Regions from separate parts of the Mus musculus genome. Here region 1 is linked to region 2. The links are chromatin contacts, called in public HiChIP or PLAC-seq maps. All regions are on one chromosome and are shown on one strand. The core of a region is the stretch at or near the end of the contact, and the rest is flanking DNA. Distances in the headings are between cores, read along the strand shown. Region 1 overlaps Rab3gap2 (RAB3 GTPase activating protein subunit 2). Region 2 overlaps Gm34451 (a long non-coding RNA gene).

Region 1 (5,407 bases), core at 2,289-4,788, 430 kb before region 2:
AGTAGCAACCTGATGTCAACAGACGACGACACTCCCCACAGTACTGACTGGCTGAGGAGATGAGCTGTTAGACAGTTCCCTAGAAAGAAATCCAAGGCTTACACAGAAAGTAGAGGGGCAGATAGATGGTAGCAGATGGGGTAAGAATCAGAAGATTAAAAGAATATTTCTTGTAACTATAGAAAGAATAATGTATGTATATATATATATATGGAGATATATATGCAGATATACATATATACAGGGCACACACACACACACACTCATGACTTCTTCAGAGACAGACACTGAATATGGTTACTTTCAATGTGGCAGAATGTTTTATATTTTATTAAAACTTTTTTGACTCAGTATTTAAGCTCTATGATATCTGAAAATAAAGGCATTCTGGGAAACTCCCAGCATATGATGGTGAAGAAGCTGTGGATGACGAAGCGTGGGATTCTGCAGGGAGTGGCAGTTGTGTGCCTCTACAAGGTGAGGGGGGTCAGTTCCTTCTGCCCACTAGCAAACACCAAGTTTCTAAAGCAGCAGGACTCTGAGTGTACTACAAAGAGCATCACCAAATTGTTATTCAAGAGGAGAAATCTCTGTGTTCCTACGGGTATGAACAGTGGAGGAAATAACACGAAGCGTTAATTTATTTCACTAATATACATAAGTTCACAATAATGAATAGACAGGAATAACAGTATATACAGAATTCACTACTTAACAATACATTGACATTAGATAAATAGAGCATTTCTTAAACAACCCAATACTGGATTGATTTCCAAGGATGTCTAATCTACTAAGTAGAAGCTAGTTGCCCAGCACTCCACCCCGTGAGGTGGAAGGGCGTGCTCTGCTGCTGCTGTGTGTGCACTGTAAGATATTGTTTCCTAATGAAGTGGATTATAGCAACTTCTAAGTGAATGCTATAATCGGTGTAAGCTTACTGGTACTAAGTTTAGTTTTCCATGATTTTAAATCACAAGGAATCATATATTACGAAGCTATTTCAATGTAGCAGGCTTTACACTGGCCTTAGATGAACTTTTCTAACAGGTCAATCTTTGCAAAAGTGTGAATGAAGCATTGGGAAGCCTGGTGCTGTGTACTGCTGACTACATTTCTCCCGGCCCCTCCATTTGTACATCTAACATAACCTGGAATAGAGAAGTTAGGATTATTTAAACACCTTCATTAATAAGGTAAACATATGTAATCGTAAGAAGAGGGGCAGTGTCTAGGGAAATACTAAGGTTTCCAGCACATGCCACGCCCTTGTTGCAGGACACCACCGTGTGTTAGAACCTAATTATTTTGTGACACTTTGTTGTTAGAGAATGGATACATACATGTTAATTTTCCTTTCTTACCAGAATTATTTTAAAAGCCCTTAGTGAAGTAGTAGACTGTTAATTGCTTTTGTTAAACTCAGGACTTAGTTTTAAAATTCTATGCATTTTATAAACTTTTTAGATGATATATCTAAAGACTTAATAATCTGTGTTCTGGTTCATTTAGTCAGTTTTATTCCCCCCAAAAATGCAAGCTACCCCCCTCCCAAAAGACTTAATGGGATTAGAGGAAAAAGACCAACATCATTAGCAATTAGCAGTGCTTGCAGCAGGAGGCTTTCCTGGCAAGCTGCCCACATCCTGTGCCTTCCAGAGTGCTGCAGAAGGTCCTGGGGCAAGTGGACCTACTCAGGACTGTGTCAAGGATGGTATGTATGTCAGTCAAGCTGTGATTGCAGGGATTCCCGCACAAGCTGGCTGCTCCTCAGAGCCACCCGAGCAACATCGGAAACATTTTTCTCTGAAGATTTGAAACCTGACAGTCAGCGGAGTTAGTTTTAGCCAGTCACAATCTTATTTAGATCTAACTTTCTAATGACAAAGAATTGATATTTGTGTGCGCCTGGGTGTCTGTCACTTTGTTGTGGAGTCCCTGAAGAGTATTCTCAGCCTTCTAATGGAGTTGGCTTCTTCCCTTGATTAGAATGAGTATGGTACACGTACTGTGAGCAACCATGACCATGGCAGACAGCAATAATTGCACTATATGGCTACATTCCAGATACACTTGAACTGCAGCCAGGGCTTGCTGATCTGCAGAGCGCAGTGCATTTCCTCACACTTGTCAGCACTTGGACTGCTCTAGGCACTACAGGGTCCAACACTAGCCGAGGCTCATCTTCTCCACCTAGCTGAGGTAGGTATGCTAAGGCTGTGACAGCACAAAGTGCCCCATCCTGTTCCCGGACAGGCAACATGACCAAGTCCCAGAAACAGACAGTTTTGAACACTTGGAAGAAAAATAAAGTTGAATTTTTAAATATTGTTTCTTTGCTTTGTTCTTTTTTTTTAAACATGTCTTACAAGATAATACATTTTTACAATTACCTGATGTGGATACAATTTTGGAACTTGACAAAATAGAGTAAATTTTAATTTACATAATAACTGATCTTGCTGCTTTGTTCACACCTCTGATTCCTAAGTCTGGCAAGGACAACAGACTTGAGGTCCTTCCCCAAGTTCCCCGGTCCCCTGCTGATCTCAAGCCATTTCTCCTCTGACAGCAGTAGCACCCTGGACAGGAAGTGGTTAGCACCCAGAGCTCCCTGCCAGGTGGCATCCCGGTACACGACCAACCATGAGGACATCTCTGTGTGTTTGAAAGGGACATGGGCTGTATCTCTAGTGTGCTCATGGAAGCAGTGTGAACACACTTAATCCCCACGGAATCATTTGGATAGGAACTAGACTACTACACTAAGAACAAAATCTGCAAATTATAACCAGTAACAATACCAAAGTTTAACAATAAAACTGCTTATTTGAATGAAAAAATAAAGAATAAAGCATCTGCATTAGTCACAGGATAGTTAATGTGTTTATAGTTTATCTTCAGTCTTTGCTGAAGATGGGGAATTTAGACAGGATTGCACATTTTAAAGTAATATATTTATTTATTATACAAAAAAAAAAACCTTCCGAAGTTCCAGATCTTACTATGAAAAATGACATGCAGTGGTTCATGTAGTCACAGGACTGTAGGCTACTGTCATAAAGTCGCCATGGCTTCCACGGCATCGATGAGGTGTAAGGCGAGGCTGTACTGCCCGTGCTTCTCTGGCAGGAGCTCCATCACTTTATGCACGAGTTTAGCTGTTGCTGCAATAGGCACGCCAGTGTTCTGAAGATCCTGAGGGTTCTGCGAATGGGACAGGACAGCCATTAGTTTGATGCAGCCAAACATGACCTTACTGACTTAAGCTTTACTGTGGAAGTTCTCCCAATAAAAGCATCTCTTTGGCCGGGCGTGGTGGTGCACGCCTTTAATCCCAGCACTCGGAAGGCAGAGGCAGGCAGATTTCTGAGTTTAAGGCCAGCCTGGTCTACAAAGTGAGTTCCAGGACAGCCAGGGCTACACAGAGAAACCCTGTCTCAAAAAAACCAAAGAAGCTCCCTGGCGAGGCCATCCATCGCGGAGCGTCTGCTCACGCCGCCCTCCACTCACCATTGCCTTCAGCCAGGTGCAGAGTGTGGGCGGGAGTCTGGCCAGCAGCTCCATGCCTTCCTTCGTCTGGGTGTGGAAAAGCGCGTGAGCCAGCCTTTGCCCGGTCAGCACTAGCAGCTGAGACGCCAGAACTTCTTTGTCCTGAACTTGAAAAATGGCCTGAGGGTGAACATGGAGAAACAATTCAGCAAGAGCTATTGTCCCAGGGTTGCCAATGAAGACTCTACTTCGGCTCTCAGGTGTACGGACGAAGGGAAATTGAAATTGACCTAGAATTTAAACCCAACTTTTGCTCATCAGCTAATTTTTGTTACCTAAATTTTCAATTCATGACACTGTATCTCATTTACAAAAAATGGGAGAGTGTTAGATTCTGCCGTCTGACGGCTACTGAGTACTCCGAAGTGGCCTCGGGCTTGGAGAACAGCCAACCTCTCCTTATTGCTGATGGAGTCACTCGCTCCTAGCCTGAGTGCATACCTACCCACCCTGACTCATTGCTTATGAGGTCTGGCAGCCACACTGGCTTTCTGGTCTTGGACCTTGCCACGCTGCTCCCTATCTCTGGACCTTTGGACTCCTCTGTTCCTCAGCTCTGGGAGCGGCTAGTTGGTTCTCCTTGAGGGCGGTTTCGTTACCACTTTCTTTCACCCACTGAGACTCCTGTGACTCGGTTTACGTTCATCTCTTGGTACAGAACTTCATGCTTCTCTGTTCCAGCAGATGATCAATCCTCAAGGGGCCTCACCTGTTTACTGCTCTGTGTCTGTATGAACCTGGCAGCAGGCACAAATCCAGACAGACACAGCTTTCTATTCCTTTGTTGACTAGACTTGGTCTCATGTCCAAACTGGTTTATGTAGATGAGGCTGACCTTAAAAGTTCTTATCCTCCTGCTTCTGCATCCCAAATGCACACAGCACTATATCCAGCTCTGGCTGTGTGTTTTATAACTTCCACCCCATGAGCATCTCGGGTCATCCCTACCTCCTCTCCTCAGAGGCCAATGAGCATCTCGGGCCACTCTTACCTCCTCTCCTAAGAGGTCAGCTCCATGGCTGTACAGCTCCCCCACATAGTGCCTTCGAATGACATCGTCGCTCACTTGAAGGTGATGGGCTAAGTCCACAGCCAAACCTGGCCAGTTGAGGTCTTTCCAATGAGTGTTTGCTGCTTCTGCAGAGGGATCTTTGTCCTTGGAATGCTGAGCCTGGACAGCTGCACTGACAACTTTCAGTAAGAACTTGAAGACAGGAAGGCACAGCACTGCCTCGTCAGTACTTTTCATTTAAAAGTAGCCCAGTGCTTGCTCTGTAAGCTGGTGGCCTGTGTTCAATCCCAAGAGGTCCTCTCCAGGTGGAGGAGAACTAACCCCAGAGCTGCCCTTGCCCCTCCATACTCATTGCCACAGGACAAGCTCCTCCCAGACACATCAATAACATAATTAAAAGTGCCTCAAGCCAACTTTGTCAAACAGACTACATTAAAAATATTTTTAATTTTTAAAATATATATATGTGTGTGTGTGCATTTATGTGTACACATGTGCACACAATGCCATAGCATGAGTGGAGGAATCAGTTCTCTCCTCTAGCATGAGATGGAATCAAGGTCACCAAGTGTCTTCACTCAACTGTCCCACTGGCTCGAAAATGGTTTTTCTCTCAATAAAGGCACACACACTAGGGAAACTAGCTCCTGGGAATCACTTGAAGAAGTAGGCCATCCTTTTAAAAGACAGCTGTATTTCTACTTTGCTATTTCCTCCTAAGAAACAAGAAAATTCACTGACTAACTTACCTGTTGTCTTACTGAAATAAAATTTGGATCCATTTCCCCACTAGGTAATAACTGAATTGAAGTTAAATCCTTAAAAAATGCATTCTTTCCCTAA
Region 2 (4,982 bases), core at 1,350-3,849:
GCCACAGGTTGTGTTGACCCCACAGGAACCTAGTTCACCGTGTGGGCTTCCTAGTAGAGTCATGGCAAAGACAGATGACAAAGAGCTGGCAGTCACCATGGACAAAGCAAATGAGGTGAATCCAGCTTCAAGTGCAGAGTGGGCAAAGTCTGACAGAGGATGGATAGGAGAGTCACAGGAAGGTACCCAGGCAAGGGAAGACCTGCGTGGAGCTGTCAGAGAGGAGGGCAGAGGGCAGAGGGCAGCCATGTTGAGATTGCAAACCCAGAGTGCCCAGGGCATAATGCGGGAGGAAACTGACGTTCCAGGAAGAAGCCAGTTAGCAGGGTGGTGAACATTTCATGGGGTCTAAAGAGGAGAAGGGGTGACCATGGGATCCCACACATGGTCTGAGAAAACCCACCCAGTCCCATGGGTCCAGAATAGCCTGGGTCTAAACTGGGTTGACAGAAAGGGAGGGGGACTAAGAAAGGCTGGCCTGTGTCCTGAGGAGTAGGGAAAGCAGGAGCAGCTTGGCAACAGGGAGGAAGAGAGGTGAAGCCTTTGAGCTGAGGCCCAGGCCTGCTGTTTATTTATTTAATGTGCACAATGCCTCTAGGCTGGGCCAGCAGCACGAGAGGAAAAGGCCCAGGGTTTTCTGTGGTGGCTGCAGTGCTTCCGGCTTCTTGTTGTCATCCTTACCTTGGCACTTGGATGGTCACGTGACTGGCCCAGACCCTGACCTTAGCCTCCCTAAGGGAGGCAGAAGCTTATTGTACACAGTCAACCTACTGATGTCTCTTGGTACTGGGCTCTGCTTGAAGGCTCAGTGTGACTCCTCCTGAGGGAACACTGGTACCTGGGATGAGGAGGGCTTTGTGTGTTGGGGAATGTGTGTCCTTCAGAACAACCCAGGGTCTTTCGAGTGCTTGGTGTCTGTTCATCACCCTCATGACAGCTCAAGGACATGATAGGACTCTCCTCAGGATTGAAATGAGGAACTGAGTGGACAGAGGTGCATAAGGTCCTACCTAGGTAGACTTCAGGTAGCTCTCACCCTGCTTTCTGGGTCACCCCTTCCTCCTAGGTAGAACCTAAAAGGCTTTCTTGTGTCTGGTCCTCAGGCACTCTGGGTCCTCAGCCTCAACGTGGCTCCCCTCTACTGTCTGCCCCTCTACCTCATGACATGTGATGTGCACTATGACAAATGACTTACCACTGGCATTCCCACAGCACGGTGCTTCCCATTTGAGAAACTGTGGGCCCATCACGGGTGGTTTCTCCAAAGTTGGTTGGAAAAAATCTTGTGTAGCCGGATGGGGGAGGGGTTGGGCATGCCTGCAACCCCAGCACTTAGGAGAGAGTGGCCTAAGGATAGGGTTTCAAGGCTATCCTCAGCCACATGGTAAGTTTGAGGCCAGCCTGAGCTACATAAGACCTTCTCTCAAAAAGCAAACAAAAAAGAGAGAAAGGGGGAGACAAAGGAGAGGAGGGGGGAGGGTTTTAAAGGCAACTGGTTTGTTGCTTTCAGAGACCAAGGTCTGCGTTAAAAGGAGGCTACCTAGGGGCCACGCTCCCTGAGCAAGTGTGTGCAGTGTAGACAACTGAAGCCTTTCTCTTTATTAATAGCTGGTGCATCTTTCCAAATCAACTAAGACAATTGGGAGAATCCCCCAAGAGACACGCCCATGGCCCAACCAGGGCTAGACAGTCTGAGACTCTCTTCTCAGGAAATTCTAGGTTATGCCAATTTGACGGTTAAAACCAGCTGTCCCAACCCACCATTTAAGGAGAAAGAGAGCCACATCTAGAGAAATAGGAGTTCAAGTGGTCAGGAGTGAGTAGTCCCTATAGGACTTGCTCTTGGGTTACACATATGTATCTTCAGCCATCCCTGAACCCAGGAGACTGGATGGTACTCTCGAATGCCTGTGAGGATTTAGTAACCTGTATTTAACACCTGTATTTTACATCCTGAAAGGACTTGTGATGCAGCTAGGTGACAGTGCACTTACCCAGTGGGTGCATTCAATCTTAGCAACACACACGATCGAGTGCCCAGCTATTTCATTTATCTAATCTCCATAACTATCTTCTTTCTGCTTCTTTTAGATTTAGTTCTCTCTCTCTCTCTCTCTCTCTCTCTCTCTCTCTCTCTCTCTCTCTCATGTCTTAAGCTAGAACATTAGTCACTCAGTATGATGGCTAGGTAGGTTCAGGTCGCCTTGACACGAACCAGTCTTTGAAAAGGGGGGACTTCAATGCCTCTGTAAGATCTGGCTGAAGGAGCTGGGCAAAGGTGGTACATGCCTTAATACTAGGACTCTGGAGGCAGAGGCAGAGGCAGAGGCAGAGGCAGAGGCAGAGGCAGAGGCAGAGGCAGAGGCAGAGGCAGAGGCAGAGGCAGAGGCAGAGGCAGAGGCAGAGGCAGAGGCAGAGGCAGAGGCAGAGGCAGAGGCAGAGGCAGAGGCAGAGGCAGGGGGATCTCTGTGAGTTCAAAGCTGGCCTGGTCTACAAAGTGAGTTTCAGGACAGACAGCCAGGGCTACACAGAAAAACCCTGTCTTGAAAAACAAAACAAAACTTCCTGCTGAAGGGCATTGTCTTAGTTAATGATTGATGGGCAAGAACCCAGCCCACTGTGGGTGATGTCATCTCTGGGTTGGTAGTTCTAGGTTCTATAAGAGAACAGGCTGAGGATGTGAGATCATTCTGGCTGCAATATCTGTTACTCTGTCACCCTGTTGATCACCTGGGTTGATTCGGCTGATCTGGCTGGCTAGGCAGGTGTTTGTTTCCTCCTTGGTGGCTCCATGTGTGTCCTTCCTGGAGCTGCACACTGGGCTTTGGTTGAAGAGTATTCAGGAAGACCTTCCCTGAATAGAGGATTGCTCGATGCTCCCCTTCTAGAACCTCCAAATGAAAAAAGCAAGCTGAGCAAACCACAAGGAGCAAGCCAGTAAGCAGCACCCCTCCATGGCCTCTGCATCTGCTCCTGCCTCCAGCTTCAAATATATATATATATATATGAAACAATGTTTCACTATGTAGCTCTAGTTGCCTCAAAGTAACAAAGATCAACCTGTCTGTGTCTCCTGAGTGCTAGGATTAAAGGACTGTGCTACCACATCCAGCTGTGTGTGTCTGTCTGTTTGTTGGTTGGTCAGTCTGTGTTTGTGTGTGTGTGTCTGTCTGTCTGTCAGTTGGTCAGTCTGTGTTTGTGTGTGTGTGTCTGTCTGTCAGTTGGTCAGTCTGTGTGTGTGTGTGTCTGTCTGTCGGTTGGTCAGTCTGTGTTTGTGTGTGTGTCTGTCTGTCTGTCAGTCAGTTGGTCAGTCTGTGTGTGTGTCTGTCTGTCTGTCAGTTGGTCAGTCTGTGTTTGTGTGTGTATGTGCCACCTTCTATATATGGAAGTCAAAGACAACCTTTCTTTACTACCTTGTGTGTTCCTGGATCCAAACTCAGGTGGTCAGGTTTGTTGGCAGCCACCCTAACCCACTGAGCCACCTCACTAACCCAGCTTCAGGTCTTTTCTCTGTTCGGATCCGAGTTCCTCTCAGTGCTGCTCCAGCATGGTCCTACAAGTTCTTCCTGCTTTATTTTTATCCTTGTTGGCTTAGCCATGTTTTCTAGTCCCCCTCATGATTTATTCTCTGACCGGCTGCTGTTTAGGAGTGGGTGTTTGGTTCTGAATAGTTGTGCTTTTCCCATATGTATTTCTGATGCTGTCTCCCCAGCTCCCACAGGCCGCACATGATTGCTGACTCACGGCCCTCCACGTTTTCAAACCCTGGAGCTTCATCCGCCCTGTGTGCCCAGCCATCACTGCGTCTGCTCTTGCTCTTTCGTTTCTTCTCCTTTGTAGGAACCCTTGTTAATATATTTTTATATATTATATAAATATACAAATATATATTTATATATAAATATATAACAAATAAATGTAATTTATTTGTGAACATAACTATTCACAAATATTATATACCGTGAATAAAGCAGAATATGTCCCACACCAGGCTCTCTAGCTTCAGCACCTCAGGTAAGTCTGTTTTTCCAGAGATGGTAACATATTCATAGGCACGGGACTTGGGATGCTGTGTCGACTGCTTTTCTGTTATTACAATAAAATGCTGTGATCAAGAGCAACTTACAGAAAGACAAAGGTTCATTTGGGCTTATGGATTCAGAGGAGTTCATGATGTCAGAAGCATGGGTCAGTGGTTAAGCGCTCTGGATGTTCTTCTAGAGGAGCTGGGTTCTGCTGGAAGCCAGCTCTGGAGCTCTGGATCTCTCCTGAAGGTAGCCAAGGGGGAAGAGTGTCAGCAGGGGTAAGACTTGGTCCTGTGAGAGAGTAGGGTTGCTCTCTATAATAATATATACCCAGCTTGACTTTAAGTTTCTCTAAAGCCTGAAGCTGCGGGCCTGTGGACCTATTGATGCTAACAGTGGGGGTGGGGGTTGGAGGTTGTGTGTGTGTGTGGGGGGGGGTTAGGTAAAGGATTTATTGCTAGTGCTCCCTTCTCTGGCCAGGCAGCCAGGAGACCCTTTATTGACTTGGCTGGTTAATTCTGTGTAAAAGAGAAAAGAAAGGAGCTACTCACACAGAAAACACACACACCAAATGAAGCAGAAAATGGCTAAATCACTTTTATTTATTGCTTTTAGCTTTTTATAGCTTTTATACATTCATACACACACACTCTGGTCAGGCCCAGCTTTCTGTCACATCAACTCCGCAAGTGTTCATGCAGGCTTACATACATACGCATATACCTCCATAGTACATATAAACAAACAGGCATGCACATTGGATGAATGGATGGATGGATGGATGGATGGATGGATGGGGCAGAGCCCCCAACCTTATTTCTTTCCTTTGGCCTTTTTATACCTTCTTAGACAAAAGTTCCTAAAAGTTTACCTCAGGGATAAACTGTTACATAGAATGGGAGTTACAGAAGGAAGTTGATATTAAGTTCAAAGCAGTGTTTCATTTTAATATACTCA

Evidence for each region. HiChIP or PLAC-seq counts read pairs in DNA pulled down with a chosen protein or histone mark.
Region 1: a contact with region 2 is called in a FOXA1 HiChIP or PLAC-seq map of pancreatic cancer cells. The contact joins two enhancer-like sites. A contact is called at or near these places in 2 of 39 promoter capture datasets (hippocampal neurons and trophoblast stem cells) and 2 of 115 datasets of contacts at active chromatin or transcription factors (embryonic stem cells and pancreatic cancer cells).

What each region holds. Positions count from the first base shown.
Region 1 is chr1:185,281,647-185,287,053 of GRCm38.p6, reverse strand. It overlaps Rab3gap2 (RAB3 GTPase activating protein subunit 2), which reads right to left. Exons shown (of 35, transcript NM_001163754.1): 32 at 5,314-5,403; 33 at 4,544-4,756; 34 at 3,514-3,672; 35 at 308-3,207. The coding sequence ends at 3,058. Iars2 (isoleucine-tRNA synthetase 2, mitochondrial) reads left to right here. Exons shown (of 23, transcript NM_198653.3): 23 at 1-412. The coding sequence ends at 5. Among named protein-coding and RNA genes, the nearest start is that of Mir194-1, 29 kb to the left of the region's middle. Within about 2 kb of position 3,538, at least 57 of the 459 cell types and tissues checked have an H3K27ac peak or open chromatin away from gene starts, as enhancers often do. A contact at or near this core is called in pancreatic cancer cells, where this site is marked.
Region 2 is chr1:184,856,123-184,861,104 of GRCm38.p6, reverse strand. Gm34451 (a long non-coding RNA gene) reads right to left here. Exons shown (of 2, transcript XR_865818.3): 2 at 4,609-4,982. Among named protein-coding and RNA genes, the nearest start is that of Mtarc2, 13 kb to the right of the region's middle. Within about 2 kb of position 2,599, at least 20 of the 459 cell types and tissues checked have an H3K27ac peak or open chromatin away from gene starts, as enhancers often do. A contact at or near this core is called in pancreatic cancer cells, where this site is marked.